Linked DNA regions of Drosophila melanogaster: region 1 is linked to region 2. A link is a contact called in public Hi-C data. All regions are on one chromosome and are shown on one strand. The core of a region is the stretch at or near the end of the contact, and the rest is flanking DNA. Distances in the headings are between cores, read along the strand shown. Region 1 holds the start of CG11353. Region 2 holds the start of slow (slowdown).

Region 1 (3,440 bases), core at 280-2,779, 150 kb after region 2:
TTTATTTATGCATTTGACCCGCTTTGTGTGGCTTTGACAACAACAAATTGTGAAAACAACAACCGAAACGAGTTGCAACAAATATACTTTGTACAACAAAAACGAAAAAAACACACGGCAGGTTGGCTTGTTTACTGGGAATTTTGCCCGTCGTTGGATTCTACGCAAAAAAACTTGTTGCCCGTCGTCTGGTTATTTTGTTTATGATTTTCATTCTGCACTTGTCAACTTTTTAGTATTCTTTCAACACACGCACAATATCGAAAAAACACACAGATGCACAGCTTTTTTTTTGGTTAATACGCGTATTTTTATGAATTTCGTGCGTTTCTTCTGCTTTTTGGATTTTCGGTTTCGTTTCAGCACCCACAACGTTTTTTATTTTGTTTGGCAAGCAGCGTGGAGTAGTTTCTCTATCTGCCTCTCGCTCGCTCTCGTTCGAAGGCGGGGGGTGGTTGCGTGGGCCGGTAAATCGCATGCGCGCGTATCGCGTATTCGAACTGTTGGCCTCAAGTTGCGCGAATCAACTGAGCGAAGGTGCGCGATCGGATGAGCGAAGCTTCCAAAGAAGAGCTTAAAGCGAAAGCCGAGCTTTTGCAGGTGAGCGAGACAGGTGCTACAGGTAGCTTTATACCGCAACGCCATCTGCCGGAGTTTTGGGGAACCTAATGTGGACACCGAACCGTTGGGAATTTAAATGGTTTAATTAGGAAAGGATAAACCCATTTATTTAAAAATTAAAATTAACACTTAGATTTCTATAACTACGTCATTTATTAAATAAAATGAATCTTCAGTAAAATTGAGTTACAAGTTACCTTAGTAATTGGTACCTGATTAACATTTCCCTTCCATCAAGCTTGTTGTTGCTCTTAATCACTACTAAAATTATTCCCTTTTACTTTTTACATCGTTGCATTTGCAGAAACCTGTTGACCTCAGGGTGTAAAATAAGTAACATAAACCCAATTAAAATGTATTTTGGAAGATGCCAGTTAACCTACAGATCTTGTATTTATGCAATTAATTAAAGCAATAAGTTCTGCACTGGAAAAAAAGCATACGTTTTTATGAACTAATAAAAATAATGCGACTGTCGTTAACAACTTTTACAATAAATGTATGTATTTAATGCCCCTAAAAAATGTGTTTTATGATTGCAGTTTATTGGCTTATTGAAGGGTCTGAAGATCCCGCGAAAGAGTTAAAAAAAGAGCCAAAATGAGAAGAAAGAGAGTTTCAAATGTGCGTGCAATTGACGAGCGAAATAGCCGAAGTCCAAGCAAAAAATAACGACTACTGACCACTGACAAATCCGGACTGAACACTAAAAACTGAAAACTGAAAACTCGGACTCGGGCGCGTAAGGGAGTCGGTCGTCGGGAGTCGGTCGTCTTTTGTTGATCTTGAGACTGAAATTCCAATTGTTGATTTATCTCTCGGCTGCTGCGCCGCGGCTGCGCTGCTGCAGCGCAGTCCCACTCGATTTGACCAGCGACCAAGTTTATAAAACTTTGAGCCAAAATGCAGCGGCGCACAGTTGTTACCAAAACGTTGCACGCGTCGTGGCCCTCATCAAAACAAAAAAAAAAATATAAGCGAAAATGAAAACGAAATTCGGTTAACGTCAACAGAAGCTGACAAAAGGCAGAAAAGACCGAAACAAGTTGCAGGGCCAGAGTAAGCCAAGTTAAATGCGAAAGAGAGGCAAGAGGCCAAGAAGAAAGAGTGGGCACTACATACATATAGTATAGCCAGCTAATCTGTTGTGCAGTGCGTTTTATCAGCCAGCGAAAGAAACGAAAACGAAAGTCGGTCCAAGTTCGGACTCAAAATCCAAACAGAAGAGACTCCATTCCATCAGAGACACGCGGATCTCATCTCGGTAATGTCTCAATAAAAGTAATCTTAACTGCCGCCGGAATGTAGGAAAAAGTGAAAATTGAAGCGCTTAACGTGTTTCGAAATACGATACATGAGAAGTTCCCAAAAAAAAAAACAACACCAATCAGTGAGTGGCAATTCCAGCGAGTTCTGTACTCTGTGCAAATAGGACTTGTTAATTGGGTTCTGATCAACAAGTGCCCACAAACAGTGTCCAATAAGCTGGCCATTAGTGTGAATCCGCATCTCACCCGATTCCCCACTCTCTCCGTACGAAATCTTTGACGATACCGCGAGTTCGGGAGTATTATGTAAATGCAGATCAAACATATTTCGAAATTCCCCAATAGCCAAAGTCCATATGCATATATATATATATATATATATGCACATATATCTCGATGGGCGTCTCGAGTCGTGCTTGCCACAAAAGAAGCGGCGTCTAAATTATGCAAAACCAACAAAAAGATCGCTTAGGAAAGCGAGAAAACGAGCAAAAAGCGTCAGCCGTGCACAGCGAGAAAAAAACAGAGATCCATAATGGGATTTCAATGTTCTTGATTACCAATAGCTGCCAAAGTCAAACTTACACAGAAAAATTTGGAATAACCTTAATGAGTATAAAGCAAATAAATATAGTTACCTAGTTCCATGATTATAACAAGTAAAAGAAATTTTACAAAGCATGTATATATTTTTCTGTGTATTTTAATAATAGGCCCATTTCCAAACGATTTTCATTGTTGATTATGAAATTGGTAGTTAATTTCTATCACAAGCACGCATAAATATTCCTAATATGTTAATCAAATTATCTGTTGCCTAACTACTTGTCTTTAAATCGAGTTTAATGGCTTGTATAAAACTGAAGATTTATTGGAACATTTTGTGAAGTAAAGCACATTTAAATTCTTGTTCTCAAAGATTTCTTCTTTTATTACTTTCGATGCGTTTTACGATTTACCCATTTTATTGTCATGGCCCACAAGTGGAGTAATCACATAATTCTTTAACCGCATTTCGTCGGTTAATTTTGATTACACGCGCACCTTTAGTCATAACATAATAAACAATAACCTGCGAATTATTACGTATGAGTGAGCTGCGATTGTGTGCGAGTGTGTCAAAGCGAAAACGAAAGGCCAGCACCAACACACGATCAATTGTGTGTGGTCAGCAGTTTGGGTGCAAAATCAATGGAAGTACCGATGTCTTTACACCTGCGCATAACTCACTCCAGGTTGAAAATAACAACTCAAATATCGAGACTCAACCCGGCATTTGGCCAACAACTCAAATTCGTCGCCGGGCAACGAAGGTAATCAATTGAACCTTAGTCTCCATTTGAGTCGCACTCCCAGCGGAATTGGGTTGAGTCTCGTCTCGTTTCGTTTATTTGGTTTCTTGTTTATCTTTTTGTTGCGTTTCAAAAACTTTTACTCGCCGTGCCGTTTGTTTGTGGCCGCAGATCCAATACAATCGAAATAAAACGCAAAATTATTAACGTTAATTATTGCATAAGTTACCCTCGGTGCGGTTTTCCGCTCTTTCGACGA
Region 2 (3,636 bases), core at 416-2,915:
TGAGCGGGGTACCCGGCTTTGTTATCTCAGCTCTTATGCTTTTATGCTTTATTTGAATTCGATTTGGGAACGCGGCGTGGGTGTTCCCCAAACCCAAAGTCCCCACTCAAGTGGCAGCTAATAGCCCAATAAATTGTGATTGTCGGCGGCGAGGAAACCGAAGCAACACACACATAATATTAAGAGAAGACCGTAGTACCTTTGTGCAGCTAAGCGAACTGTCAATGGCTGGCACATTGTTCGATTTATGACCATTCTGTTGGCCAGGGAATGTGCAACCAGTTTATGGGATGGATTCGCACGGACGAATGCTGAATGCTGGATGTTCCACAGCGCAGGCGCAAATCCTTTTGACATGTCCAATGTGCTCAGCATTTAGACAGTGGGCAGCTATTCTGTTGCCAGTGGCTAATAGTATGTGGCAATGCACTTGGCGAAACTATTGTATCTAGCACAATCAAAAAAGTTATATACAAAAGTGATTATGCTTAAGGAAAGTACTGTACATATATAATATAACAGACTTACTTAGGACATGAATTAAAGTACATTTAAAACCTTTATCATGTTTAACCCATGAATTTTTGATTAAATCTAGACTTAGTGGCATTTTTCGAGTGTGGTTGACAGTAGCACTCTTATGATGACAACGACAGATCCAGCACCCGATATGGACAGAAGGGCTGGAAACGAGTTCTTCTTCGCTCTGGGACTCGGATTCTCGATGTGAAAGATCAGCGAGCCGTGGCCTAAACTGGCTGCCCGGCAGCGGTGGGTAAATATTTAACTTAACAACTTGCCACCGACCGAAGAAGATGCAACAAAAGCAGCCGTGGCCGCAAGAACAACAACGGCGGACCATAAAAAGCACAAACCGCAACTTCCAAATAGTTTGAACTGTGCAGAGAGTGCAGAGATGATCCTCCTATAAACAAAACAGCTGTAACGCACTCAAAAACCAGCCAACGACCAGCCGAGGGCATACCTGCCCACTGCGCCGCCCACCACCCACCACTGCGCCCCTCAGCCCCACCACAAAGAGTTCTTCCGCCTGGCGAATTCATCCGCTCCACAGTTGCATCGAACAAAGGAAGCCAACTTGTGCCCCCATCGGTCCAATTTCGTTTGAGCGAACCAGCCAATGTGCACCGAACATGGGCTTCGACTGGTCTGACAGTGCAGACCAGCTGGCTATTTCTAGCTGTAAAAAAATATATACAGATTATATACAGACTAATAAGAATACACCTGAGAAACATATTAAAATTCCACTGATATTTAGCAAGATAAATTGAGTAGTAAAATCTTACATATTTGTAGAAGTTTGTGTGGCTTCTTATTTTAGAGAAATTTACCCTTTTCAAAATTTTGCTAAAATATCAGGTAAAGATATTTTTAAAAACAAATATATATGTAGATTTCAGAAAACTCGACGTATTTTCTACGGCATCTACAGTTATCCCGATTCCAAAGAAGTAAACAAAAAGTAAAGTGTGCTACTGATATATGAATGAATCAATGTTTAAGAAAATAACTAAATATTTACCGATGTTCGGAGTGTTCAGAGTATACAATCTATATACTTTTGGCTCCACTTTCCGACTGCACTGGCAGCGCCGTCGATCGCCGATCGTTAACTGGACTTTCGGTTTCGGCTGTGCATTTTCAGTTCGTCTCGGGACTTCTAAGCGATCGGTTTGGATTTCGTTAGCTCCGCCGCGCCAGCTGGAAATTTGTATCTCAAAGATCGCAGCCAGTTCGCTCGGTTTTTGTGCCTGGCATACGGAAGCGGCTAACGCAGAATCCGGAAAATCACAAGAGCCGTATATATTTCACAAATATATATATATAGTATGTTTCGAAAAGGCCCATTCACGGCCATTAAAATATTTTATTGTACAAAAAAGGCACAGTGCCGCGTATCTGCTTAATGTCAGCGCGAAAACTCAATTCAATTTATTGTTTGTGATTGCAAATTTGGCATAATTGTGCTTTGATTTATTCGCGCGTGTTTCGGGTCATCTCTATAAAGAGGAATTTTAAATCTGGGCAAGATTATCTCTGTTTTTCTCTGAACACTGGCTGGGTCAGTTGGAATTTGTTCGCCGTGTGTAAGTCACATGCAAATAGCTTTAATTAATTGCAATTACTTATGATTTGAATGTGTGTCAAAGCGCGGTGCGACATTTCCTAGTGCATTAATCTTGCTCAAAATCGCATTGCCTATCCTGTCTAGGAGTTACATGTCACTTATGGACGTAATTTGCATTTTTGTGGAGCGGCTAACTAAGTTGGCTTACCATTTACATATGCGCTTTGGCTGCCAAACAATGCCATAAATGGTCTAAGAATTAATTATCGTGAGAACTTCAAGACAATGTCTTTATTAAATAATTGTCAATAATTCTGAGTAGTTTTCAATGTACAATTTGTGATAATTTTCTTGGTAATTTTCTACGGTAATTTGCACCTTGATAAAAAGTGTTTAAGACAGTGTAATTTGTTTCCGTGTTTTCTTCAATGCAAATTATTTATTTCGAAATGGCAATAAATTGCTCAATAAATTTTATTTCTTTCAACAATGATCTGATAAAGGATTAATTCATTGCTTCGTTTTTGCGTAAACAAAGATTGTTCTGCGGAAATCTTGTAATTTATTTTTACTCTTTTAGATAAGTTTAAAATATATATATTTTATATAACCATTTTTCTTCACTATCGAAATGAACATTTTATAGCCCAACATTATTGCTGACATGAATGCAACCAAAATAAATATGTAAATCTTGTGACGTTATCGCCATCAAAAATTAGTGTAAATAATGTGACAAAGCGGAAAACGACACAAATCAAAAATAGATGTATCAATACTTTCCATTGTTTAGACTAGTTTGGCTAACAATTATGCATACATATGGCTAAATGAGTTTCGTTTTTTTTTTGTTTGCCCCAACGTGCATTCTGCATTCTCACACATATCGTTTGGCAGGTGAGCAATCAGAAATCGAAGTTTGGGGCACGATCCGTGGAAAGCGATCGTGCCTTTCTGCGTATCATAGTGTCTATACAAATGTTATTATGGTTAACGCCACTGGAAAGTGGGGTGGAGTTTGTTGTTGGTTTTCTTGTTTTTCCTCGACTTTGCTAATTAGACAAAGTCATTTCCATAAATTACGCAGCTAACGGTAACTGGGTTTATGACTTTTGTCCGGCTTGGTCGCGGGTCAACATGAACCATAGCTATATGCATACATATATATGGATATATACTATTTGTTCATATGGGCAATGGGTCTGCGGGGCACGTGTGGGCGTGGCCTCCGCCCCCTTGCAGCTGCAAAGCAATTAGCAAAAGACTGGACATGCCAGCAAATTGAGCTCTGCTGTTGCAGTTTTTCCTTTGGCCTTTTTTGGGTCGCTGCAATTGTTATTGAAATGAGTTTTCGCGTTAAAAACAGTTGAACTTGCTGGAAAAAGGTACATGTATCTCACAGTTATCGATCACAAATGAGTAATTGGCCATTAGAAACGGAATATGGTCACAGGATATCAAATAAAATGAAATTATTATTGAAGGCTATACTCAGCAGTATCTGTAATTATAAATCCATTAAATCTAAAATTGTGCAATATTTT

What was found. A called contact is a pair of places that touch in the nucleus more often than the background predicts.
Region 1: a contact with region 2 is called in a Hi-C map of the OSC cell line, with 4 times the contacts expected there. A contact is called at or near these places in 9 of 107 Hi-C or Micro-C datasets (the Kc167 cell line, the OSC cell line, the S2 cell line and 3 more).

What each region holds. Positions count from the first base shown.
Region 1 is chr3L:4,531,641-4,535,080 of dm6, forward strand. CG11353 reads left to right here and starts at 1,530. Exons shown (of 6, transcript NM_168093.3): 1 at 1,530-1,680. It overlaps Tie (Tie-like receptor tyrosine kinase), which reads right to left and starts at 505. Exons shown (of 6, transcript NM_079204.2): 1 at 1-505.
Region 2 is chr3L:4,382,777-4,386,412 of dm6, forward strand. slow (slowdown) reads left to right here and starts at 1,666. Exons shown (of 5, transcript NM_176283.2): 1 at 1,666-1,851.